Linked DNA regions of Zea mays: regions 1 and 2 are each linked to region 3. Evidence: chromatin contacts called from public Hi-C data. All regions are on one chromosome and are shown on one strand. Each heading gives the region's core, a stretch centred on a gene start, on an enhancer-like site or on the middle of the called end of the contact. The rest is flanking DNA. Distances are from core to core; before and after follow the strand shown. Region 1 holds the start of LOC100283858 (60S ribosomal protein L27). Region 2 holds the start of LOC100279314 (decaprenyl-diphosphate synthase subunit 1). Region 3 holds the start of LOC100216983 (beta-1,3-galactosyltransferase sqv-2).

Evidence for each region. A called contact is a pair of places that touch in the nucleus more often than the background predicts.
Region 1: a Hi-C map of ear shows a contact between it and region 3, with 4 times the contacts expected there. The contact joins the promoter of LOC100283858 here to the promoter of LOC100216983 in region 3. A contact is called at or near these places in 2 of 25 Hi-C or Micro-C datasets (ear and tassel).
Region 2: a Hi-C map of ear shows a contact between it and region 3, with 2.1 times the contacts expected there. The contact joins the promoter of LOC100279314 here to the promoter of LOC100216983 in region 3. A contact is called at or near these places in 2 of 25 Hi-C or Micro-C datasets (ear and tassel).

The regions. Positions count from the first base shown.
Region 1 is chr5:42,664,275-42,668,125 of Zm-B73-REFERENCE-NAM-5.0, reverse strand. LOC100283858 (60S ribosomal protein L27) reads left to right here and starts at 1,491. Exons shown (of 1, transcript NM_001291614.1): 1 at 1,491-2,076. The coding sequence starts at 1,552. The coding sequence ends at 1,965.
Region 2 is chr5:43,392,515-43,396,543 of Zm-B73-REFERENCE-NAM-5.0, reverse strand. LOC100279314 (decaprenyl-diphosphate synthase subunit 1) reads right to left here and starts at 1,329. Exons shown (of 13, transcript NM_001152335.1): 1 at 1,152-1,329; 2 at 413-505. The coding sequence starts at 1,313.
Region 3 is chr5:43,014,263-43,017,904 of Zm-B73-REFERENCE-NAM-5.0, reverse strand. LOC100216983 (beta-1,3-galactosyltransferase sqv-2) reads left to right here and starts at 2,019. Exons shown (of 11, transcript NM_001143362.1): 1 at 2,019-2,307. The coding sequence starts at 2,207.

The sequences.
Region 1 (3,851 bases), core at 242-2,741, 350 kb after region 3:
ATGCGGCTCGATGATTGAATGGGCTCGACTCGGCTCGATATTGGCTCGCGAGCTAATTCCTAATACTGATTATTGCATTATTTAGTGAATTAACATTATATAAATTTGAAATATGGAATCATCATTCAATATTATGAGTAATTTAAATTATAAAGTGTAATATATTCGCCATTAAAGACTAAAAAAACAAGCTATTATCCATAAAATTATCTAATATTAATCATTATTCGGAATCAAACAATTTGGCGCGGCTCGCGAGTCGAAATGAGCCGGCTCAGCTCGACTCGCTGAAAAAATGAGCTCGAGAAATGGGCTCGGCTCGTTCGAGGCTCGTGAGTCGCTTCGAGCCGAGCCGAGCCGAGCCACTCTAAATTCGAGCCGACTCGTGAGCCTCGAGCTTATTTTTCAGCCCTAAAACCGACAACTAAATGATAAGGATTTTTAGGTGTAACGGCAGGGAGCGCACGTCCCTCATGGCTCCTGTTTCGTCGCCCGCTTCTATGGGGGTTCGAGCCTATCATATTTTTGTTGTCCTTGTTCGATCATATATGGATGGAAGCTTATCTCGAAAATTATTTGTTTATGAGATGCTGGAGGAGAGGAATGGATCTACATGCTTTGTGCATGACAAACGGGACAGTGGAAATGATGGAACAATGAAAACTTGTATTTTAGGCTACCTTCAATAGATCGCACATAAGGCCATACAAAAAAACTGTTGTTTGCATTGTAGACATTATTGTTTATTTAGTAAAGTTTGAAATATATACTACTGTATATTTCAATAGTTTAAACTTTGCAAAACTCACTTGACCAAATCATCCACACTCATAACAATAACTAAATCCACCAAACAAATTGCACCCAAATTTAACACCATTAAATTCAACGGTTCAGAACATTAGATAACTTAATATCTATTACTCACGTAAATCAAATAGACAATATTATTTGGATCATTCTTCATCCTCTCCCCGTGACCCCACCGCCATAGCCTCCCCCAGTCCCTCTTCTATTGTGACCCCGCCGGCCCCTCCCCCTCCTCTCACTCGTGTCACTGCCACCATCGACTTCTTTCCTCATCTGATCGAGATCGTAGTGTTAGAACAAACTATATGCTATAAGAAGATAAGATAGGAGATGACATAGTTGCCTCACACAACCTTAAGGAGTAGAGAAGAGATGAGACCGGTGTTGAGCTGCAGAGCTGGGGCACATGAAGGAATGCTGGGATGGAATTTGGACTGGCCGACTGGATCTTTTTCTGTACGACAAAGAAAAGCTACAGTAGTGCTCATGTTGGGCCTTGGGCCATTGACGACGAGCCTTACATCAGACCCAGAACTACTTCATCCCGCGCCCCCTGAAGCTCGAGCACGGCAGCACCGTCCGATCCTGGATCCAACAGCCGAAACCCACCCACCTGGAAACCCTAGCGCCGCCACACTATATAACCTTCTCTCTTCGCCGTGCTCCGATTTGACACACCTCCCAAACCCTACACTCCCGGCGGCGGCGGCGGCGGCGCAGCAGCGGCAGCAGCATCCGAAGATGGTGAAGTTCCTCAAGCCCGGCAAGGCCGTTATCCTCCTCCAGGGCCGCTTCGCCGGCAGGAAGGCAGTTATCGTGCGCGTGTTCGAGGAGGGCACCCGCGACCGCCCCTATGGCCACTGCCTCGTCGCAGGCCTCGCCAAGTACCCAAAGAAGGTGATCCGCAAGGACTCCGCCAAGAAGACTGCGAAGAAGTCGCGCGTCAAGTGCTTCATCAAGCTCGTCAACTTCACTCACCTCATGCCCACCCGCTACACCCTCGACGTCGATTTCAAGGATGTCGCCACCGGTGGGCCCGACGCACTCTCTACCCACGACAAGAAGGTCGCCGCCTGCAAGACGGCCAAAGCGCGCCTTGAGGAGAGGTTCAAGACCGGCAAGAACAGGTGGTTCTTTACCAAGCTCCGCTTCTAGATGCTCGGCCTCCCGAATAGTCCTGCTTTAGCTGTCGATTTGTTGTATCGGACACACTCCATCTCTGTTTTCGTATTACCATGAATATTTCGTGTTTAGTCCTGGGGCTCTCAGAGATAAATTTGCTAAGATATGCCGTTGTTGTGTTACATGTTTTCGTGATAGGTCTGGTTAAAATTTTGTTCTGTTTTACGGCTTGCGGGTTTCTTGTTGGTGCCAGACATTTGTGATGCATCTTGTTAGTAGTGTTTCATCAAGTATGCTCTTTTGTTTCTCCTGATGATCTGGTTAATTATGAAAAGTAGAAATGTAGCATAAGGTATACAAATATATTATGTATAAAACCATATTAGTTTAATTGATATATGTCTAAATTACGATTATTAGAATGAAATTCAATTTCATGTATTCAAAGGGGGTCTTAGCTGAATTGAGCTAGTGGCCCTGGGCTCTATGGAATTGTTGAATGTTCAATTTGTGTCTTTAGGATTAACTGTTTCATCAAGTAGATGACAACAAATATTGGCTACAATCTTATTTATCCTATTGATTAGTTTGTTAAACTTGTAATGTCGGGTTGATTGCGAATATTAAACTTCCATGGAAAATCATGCTTTACTTAGATGCTGTTTGACTCCCTGTCAAAGAATTTTTTTAATACTGTTCATACTGCCTTTCGGAGCTGGGTAGTCATTCCTTTCCAAATATTTTTGAGTAACATTAGGGAAAATTTGATACGTTCGAATCGAAGCGCTGTTGGCTATCACATTGGATGCTGCTTCATTCATTGTCTTGTAATTAATGGGCAGTTAGTTTTAGTTTCTCATTTGTTTGTTGATCATGCTTGTAGCCTCTTGTTATCTTTTATTTACTCGTGAAATAAAATACAACGGATCCTAAGAATTCTACTACCTTCGTTCCATTTTATAATTTGTTTGACTGGCTTTTCAAAAAAAATCGTAATTATTATTAATTTTTACTGTGATATCGTTTAGTATATAATATATTTTAAATATGGCTTTGAATTTTCCATTTTCTTGCAAAAAAATTGAATAAGATGAACCGGTCAATCTCGGTTCAAAAAGTCAAACGAATTATAAATTGTGACATGTGAGTAGAATAGAATATACCGTGGAGTAAAGCAAATAATTCATGTAACCTTCTGAGGCTGGGTATGTTTTAATGTTGCCTTTTTAAACAAACGTGTTAGGTGTTATTTCACCTAGAACCTCTTGTAATTTGGTACGCATTTTGATTGCTTTGGCACATTTTGCTGCTCGTTACTATTGTGTTGTTTGCTTTACAAGTTCAACATTGTCTTCCTGGTTACAATTTATCAATGCGTTTGGTACCAGTAAACCTTATTTTATAACTTAATTCGTGCACCTCAAAATCTTATTTGAACGGAATCTGGCATGAAAATGACCAAATCCCAGTTTCGAACCTATTTCAGAATGTATTTACCTACAGCTGAGATTTCTGCAGTTTCAGTCTTCGCGCGGGACAATAATTGGTTCCGTGAATTTCATCTTACTTTTTGGTCTTCGGAATTGTTGTACAGATAGTTCTATATCTTCTGTTGCTGTTCAAATCGTAACAGCAGGATAAAATATTCTGCTATATAAACTACTCTTGAACTGTATCCTGTTCCTCTGTGACAAGACATGAACAATGATCAATATTTCCAAGAAATGTATAATGGGAAGAGCGAGTGATCTAATTTAAAAAATTGAGGTTAAAATGGAGGAAAGGTAATAGTTGTGTGCGATTGGAATGTGGTTAAGAGGACCTTCAATAGTTTTTTTAAACTTTGCTTTAAATTTTTATTTGGAGAGTTATTTGGGTAAAAGTTATTTTCTATTTTTATTCTCATATTTTCTATATTT
Region 2 (4,029 bases), core at 80-2,579, 380 kb before region 3:
TGAAAGACATTTTACCCTTTTTTTCTGGAGATGGAGGAACAGCATATCTATGAAAAGGAATCATATTGGGTCTATAACCTTTATAGAAGCTTGCTCATATGATAACTAATGTGCAGCGATAGCATCAAGATAGGCTTAAGATGAGAAGCCATCGATTGACAGTGCATTAGAAAAAGGGTACACACAGTGCTACAGACAAGAGATGTAATAGCAACAAGATGCAGTCAACTGAATAATGTGACACCCAATGATTTACTTTGTGCATTTATGTCAACTATCATTTCATTTCATACTTCATGTGTTAAATTATGCCCTACCCTAACCCTTTTATTGAAAGAAAAGGGCGAAGTGATCATTTCACACTGAATGAGCAGCACAAAACGAATGATAACAGAGATGAGACATCAACTACCTGAGCCCTGGAAGCCCCGTCCTGGCGAACCTGGTATTGGGCCTCATGCAACCATCTGGAGCTCACAAGAGCAGCTCCTCTGCAACCAACTACCTACTAAACGATACAAAACGTAGAGAGCCTGTATCAGCAGTTCAGCACAACGGAAAAGCCAGACTTTTCCCATACTGCGTTTAAACGTCAAAACTCTAATAAGATGTTGAAACCGTGTTTTAGCATTCTAAACTGTAAAACGCAGTGTTTCAAGCGTTTTAAACCATTAGCTACTTTTGGACCCAGTCTGTTAATTACTTTTGGGTCCAATCCGGCTCCTGAGTGAAGTTTTGGTAAGCCACTAACCTCTTTGTTTTGGTATTTAACTTCATGTTATTGTCTGAAATTATAATATATTTATAGTTTTCCTATGTTGTTTAAAATTACGTTTAAACTTTGTTTAAACGTTTGTTTAAACATTTAAAAGTCAAAATTTCACCCATGAGTATTTAAACGCTTTATTGTTTTAATAACCTTGCATATGAAGGACCTGTTGCTATTCCTTATGGTTTACGGGACTAGGCAGCGTATTAACGAGGGCAAACTCGCGCGAATGCCATCACTAGGAGCGCCACTCCGAACGGTCTACAGGAGCACGGCATAAACGCAAACACAACGCGGGCGGTGGCTGGCAGCTCGGCCGCCAGCAAGCAGGCAAGCACCAGCGGCAGAGGGTAAAGTACGGGAAGGGAACGGGGCAGTGGACCTTGCTCCGAATCTGGGAGGCGAGGGGTATGTAGTGCCGACCCAGGAGGCCAGTGCCACCGCCGGCTGACGAGGTGGACAGGAGCCTCTGCGCCTGGGCACCGCCGCCACCGATCGCGGCCAGCGTGGCGACGCGGCGCGCGAGAGTCCACCGCCAGGACATGCTTCGGCTGCTCCCGAGATCGGGGGAGGAAGAATGAGCTTGTAGAAAAAGTCAGAGACGAAAAGGGAGGCGGCGGCCGCCGCTCGGTTTGTGGGTTGGAACGGAGGCGCCACCCGTGGCGTGGAGGAGGGTTACGTGGATCGGTGGATGCGCCCGTTCTGCCACAGTGCCACGTCTAGTGGTGGAATGCGCCTGCACGAAAAGGCCCAAGCCCACGAGGGAACTTTACATGTGTTTTCTACGTTTGGGTGTTTGGTGTCGCATTAAATATTTAAATATTAAATATAAGTATTAAATGTAGATTTAGTTAGATTTAATAAATATGTTTTATCTTTTAGTTTTTATGTGTAATTAGTTTTATAACTGGATTATATTTAGTATCCTTAATTATTAATTAAATATTTGATGTGATGGGTTTAAATTTTAGTGGTGCGGAACTAAACACCCACTTCAGGCATAGTATATATAAAATTTGTAATTTTAGTAACTTTGTTATTTATATTTTGAGTGCTAGTTTGAAAACTTAAATTTCTTTATAATTTTTTATTTATAGAACGGGCAATCTAGGAGGTGTTATTTGAATAAGACAATTAGTTATTTATGGAAGGTTTACCTCTCTAGGTTTGGCTCCTCGTTTCAAACTAGTGTCACACTCGGATTTAAGGAGTAAACTCGGGTACGTCTCATATGTGTTAAAGAAAAAGAACATATATAATTACCAAGTGTATAGAGATAAATGTCACAAATATTATTACATTGTGGAAGTGTCTTACAAAAATAAATGATAACAAATAAGCGAACTAATATTATTCCTTGGTGTCATTAAGCTGACTCGGAGACGCCTCCTAAACTTCATCGTACTCCTCTTAGTAGTCCTCCTCCTGGGCTACCTGCTCTTCACCTGGGGTTATATATCGCAAGGGTGAGCTCACAAGAGCTCATAAGAAGTGTAAGGCTGATAAACAAATAATTGTTAAAGCTGAGCATTGCTTTTAATAAATTGGTCAAATTTTATTAGCAGTTACTAAATGTATGTATATACCCTAAAATAATAGTAGATTAAAATTAATAATAAAACCACAATGTGATGCATATGACAAATTAAGTTTAATTCCATAACTTAATCATGTGCGTGTCCGAGCCGCTCATGGTCGTGAGCACGGCTGATATACCAATTTTACACTCTACAGAGGTTGCACATCTTTACCCACAAGCCATGCTACCTGAAAGGGAAATGTGCCCTTGGGCAATTTCTATAATGTTTTGGTGATTAAGTGTCCAACACATTTAATTGAGTTCTAATGTGCAAAATAAAGTGAGAAGTGCAAATCAAGGAAAAAGGTATGTTTCTAGACTTGGTGAATTGTTTTGTGTACTAACATGGTTATCCAAGTGCTAGAAACAGTGACTAAAGAAGAAAGGAAAAGGGAAAAGCTTGGCTCTATGCGGCCAATCCTCAGCTCGGCTTGGCACACCGGACTGTCCGGTACGCTAGGCTGGTCCGCGTGAAAAGGCCGCTATCGGGACTCGACGACGGCGTATGGCTATAATTCATCGGACCGTCCGGTGGTGCACCGGACTGTCCGGTGAGTCATCCGCGGCGAACTCGTCGCCCTCGGGAAAAGCAAAGGGGCGACGTGGCTATAATTCACCGAACTGTCTGGTGGTGCACCGGACTGTCCGGTGAGCCAACGGTCGGCCGCGCAATCTTCACGCGACACGTGGACTGCTCCAACGGTCGGCTGGTGCGCCAATCAGCCCAGAGGAGCAACGGTCAGATATGCCAAATTTGGAAGGAGATCAAGCACCGGACCGTCTACAGGACCTGTCCGGTGGCGCACCGGACTGTCCGGTGCGCCACTCGACAGAAGGCAAGGATAGCCTTCCATGTTGATCTTCAACGGCTCCTAGCTTCCTTGGGGCTATAAAAGGGACCCCTAGGCGCATGGAGGAGTCACCCAAGCATTCACTAAGCATCCTAAGACTCCAAGACTCCAACTTCACGCATTCGATTCTTTGTGATAGTGATTTGAGCTCCATTTGAGTTGTGAACTCCGTGTGTTGTGTTTCGAGCTCAAGTCATGACTTGTGTGCGTGGTTGTGCTGCGTATTTGAGTCTTGTGTGTGTTGCTCTTCCCAACCTTACTCTTGTGCGGTCTTTGTGATCAATTATGTAAGGGCGAGAGGCTCCAACTTGTGGAGATTCCTCGCAAACGGGAAGAAGACTATAAGGAAGAAAGTCGTAGTATTCAAGTTGATCATTGGATCACTCGAAAGGGGTTGAGTGCAACCCTCGTCCATTGGGACGCCACAACGTGGAAGTAGGCAAGTGTTACTTGGCCGAACCACGGGATAAAATCGTGTGTCTCTTGTGTTGATCTCTCTGTGATTGTTTGTGTTCATAAGAACTCGCTTCAAGGTACTTAGCCGTACTAACCCTCATAACTAAGTTGTGGCTATTAGTGTTTGATTTGTACAGGATCACCTATTTACCCCCCCCCCCCCTCCCTCTAGGTGCTCTCAATTGGTATCAGAGTCGTACTCTTCATCTAAGGGACTTACCGCCTGAAGAGATGGATCCTAAGGGAAAGGGGATGGTGGTCAACGACAAGGAAGAGGAGTCCTTCCTCAACGAGCCTAGAGACGACAAGACAACCGACTCAGGCTCGAGTCACAAGAAAAGAGACGGGAAGAAGAAGAAGCGCATCAAGAAGAT
Region 3 (3,642 bases), core at 770-3,269:
GGTTTAAACATGTAGTCCTAATGGGACTTTTCAATCATTCGAGGTCACACTTGGTCATGCGACACAAGCTTCAAAGTGGTATATGGATTAATGTATTGTCACCTGAAGTTAATGCATTACCACATTTCTATGAGTCAAACTACATTTTTTACTAACTCAAGAGGTACATTTAACTTTGAACTCAATTACATATCCATTTGTGATCCCAACAACTCATCATATTTGGAAATGAAATACAATTTATAAAATAAATAAAGGATGAACTTATTCTCCATATTTCCTATACACGATGAGAACCCACATAATTAACTTACTTTTTGAACAAGTGGCAAACATGAAAATCCTTTGTGTAGCTGGTACCCCTAAACCCTAAACCAGTTGCCCATCAACTCAGGAAACTGTTGTTTACCCGAACCCTTTGCAGTTGCATGGAACCTGGGGCAAGAAGTGTAGAGCTTGACCTTGGTGTGAGCCGACACAAAGAAAACATCACCTTCCTTCGCCTTTGCACTGCTAGTCACGAAACCTGTCTGGATTTCTCTTGTCTTGTCAAGACGATGAATATGGATAGACCAAGAACCAGAGACATGGTGACTGATTTTCCAAGAGGTAGCAAGTAGAGGTCAACTTCAAATTGAATAGTTGATGGGGTGTAACGAATCATGTATGTAGAAATTTAAAAGTTTATTACTTACGTGGCACGGTGTTTCAGGGAAGATCCGCAAGTTACAAGAGAAAGGAACATCACTAATTGTTGCCTTAACTAAGACTGATTAAGACATGTACGATGGATTTCTTGAGCCGTGTCTTCGAGTGTGTCTAATGTGGTAAATATAAAAAAACTCAAGTCATGTATCTTGATGAACACTCTCTGTTCGAGACAGATGAATAACTGATTGGTCAATTTAATTTATTGATTGCTCTGATTGGTGTAATAAATATAGATACACATGTTTTAGACATGTCCACTGTATTATATTGTGTATTAGCTGTCTTATACTTGGAGTACCGTGCAAATGTACATGCCCTTATAATCAAACTCCATATATTTTCAGTAATCACATTTCATCATCAAATGATCAATAATAGAGTATAATAAATTGGTAGTGATAATAAACAGACAATGGAAATAAATAGACGGAGTAAAACAACTGTTCTGATTGTAAGTCAACATCGAGCAGAGAATTTGCACATCTCTTTATTTCAGAGCTAGACCTACATAGATAACATTGCTTGAAGAAGTGACCATACATTCGATGCACCCCTAAGAGATATGCATGAGTTTTTTTTTCAAATTAAAATAAAAGAAATAGCGCTGACGAATTAGATTGTGCCACATCAACAACCGTATGCCGCTACTGATCGCGTCTGATCGGTAGCTGTGCTGCTCAAATGTGTCGGTCGATATCGACCGACCTTGCATCACTCCAATCGTTGTTATTCGTCTCGACTAGTCGACCGACCGAGTCTATCTCCTGCCGTCTCTGTAGTGGTCGATACCTATAGCTGACTACAACACGACAGAGGTAGGTAGGTATCAACTCCACTAGATCCACAATGAGATCCTCTACCGTCACTTCATCTATAGTTGGCTCATGATACGTAAACTCGGCACGCAGCAGAAAAATAACCGTAGATCATTTTGCTTCTACTGGATCCAGCCTAACAGTAATGGCCAAACAGGAATAAAAATTATAATAAACTAATGGCAGTTAAGTAAGGCACAGTTTAAAAACAACCCAATAAAAAAATTGGGTTTTATCTTTTAGTTAGTAGAGGTCAACTTCTTAGTTTTTAAAAAATAGAGAATTATATAAACTAAATTATAAATTATTATATTTATAATCAACTCAATTTTTATAAATCAGTTTTTTAAAAACTGAATGCTTTCGAATAGGTCCTAAACTCTGTAATTTTTAATGGCAATCGAGGAACCATTTCAATGGCTCCGAGGGAATTCTGTCTTTACTCAAAGCAGAGCAGGCAAGCTGTACCCTGCGTTGTCGGTGGCCGCCTCCCGCCCGCGCACATGGGTGTCATGGGGCGTAGACCGTGGCGGCCTCAGCTCCGGTCTCCGGGATTAAAGAATCCAGGTCATGGCTTCCTCGCGCCGTGGGCGTCCATGTCCTGCTGCTGCCGCCGCGGGACCTGAGAGGAGAAGGACGAGGACGAGGTGGTGGTTGGCGGCGTCGCGCCGACGGCGGACATGGGTTGGAGGCGGGGAGGAGGCGCGGATGGCGTGGCCAGGAGATGGGTGCTGCTGCTATGCGTCGGGAGCTTCTGCCTCGGCCTGCTCTTCACCGACAGGTATATTCCGTTGCTCGCTCCACGAAATCTTGACTTGGAGAGTTCATCCTGTCCACACTTGTGCCTCGTTCTGTACGCTCCTCAGCGCTCCTAGGATGGAAGGGATGGATGTGGGTAAGATCCGTGTGTTGCTGGTCAACTGCATTCTGCGGTTTGGGGCTGCAGGGGGAATGTTGGTTGCTTGGACTCTGAACCCGCACTGTGTACCTCAACTTGTGAGTCGTGAGTCGCGGTACTTGAGCTCCCTGAGTTCCTTGAGAGTGTTGCTAATTTGGGAACTGCGAGAGAGTGCTCAGATGCTCACGGATTCAAGAATTCAGACTCTGTCAGCGCTATTATTCTGGCTCGTTTGTTCATACTGGCGCTGAGCCCACCTGTGTGCCAATGACCCTGCACATTTAGGTTCAGTGGCGGAGAACAGAAAAAAATAAGGTATATCAAACTTGATACATATAGATTGTAAAATAATATCTCTTATCGTAATATGTCGTGTTGGTAAAAATGTTTAGAATAAATAGAATTATTTTTTTCTCGAACGAGCGCAGGAGGAATAAATAAAATTATAGAAAAATACAAGTGAAGTCAAGAAACCATACAACGAGTAAGCTTCAATCACATCTAGGCGAGCTATGCAATTGCATTTGCATATCTTTCTTTTTGTGAAACCTTTTCTTGATCTTCTCAAGAATCAAGATCAACTCCTTTGAATATTTCTCGCTCGTAGCACACACATCATTAAGCCAAACTTCCAATTGTTAATTCCCAATGCTTTGAAAGTGCCAAATATGCATTCTTTCAATTGTTAAATCCCGATGTTGTAAAGACATCATATCCAAATTTGTCATCCATCCGATCATGCATGAAAAGGTATCAATAAAAGCAATAAGCCATATCTTTCTCTTCTCTTCACACGGTATTCATGCCAACAATATTGCTTGAACCATGTTTTCTAAAGGAACCTTTTCGTCTTTGATTTAGGGAAATTATAACCAATTGTTTGAGTTGGATCCTTGTCTATGAAAGCTCTATTAACTCTGAACTAATGTTAATATACGAAGCCACGGATCAGTAATAATGTGATCCGGATTGCATAGTTAATGAGGTTCAACCTCCACATCGGCTTCCTTGTCATTTTCCATCTCCTCTTCAACTTATCTGCCAGCCATATCATTTTCAATGTCCTCTTCAACTGCAGCGACTGTTTGTCAAAATTGATATGAGTATAGTCATCTTCCTCCTCTAATACTTTTGGTTCCACATTTATTTAATAATTTGCTGCACTTTACAATCAACCAACTAAACTAATTAATAACAAAAAAAATAAGCTAATAACAA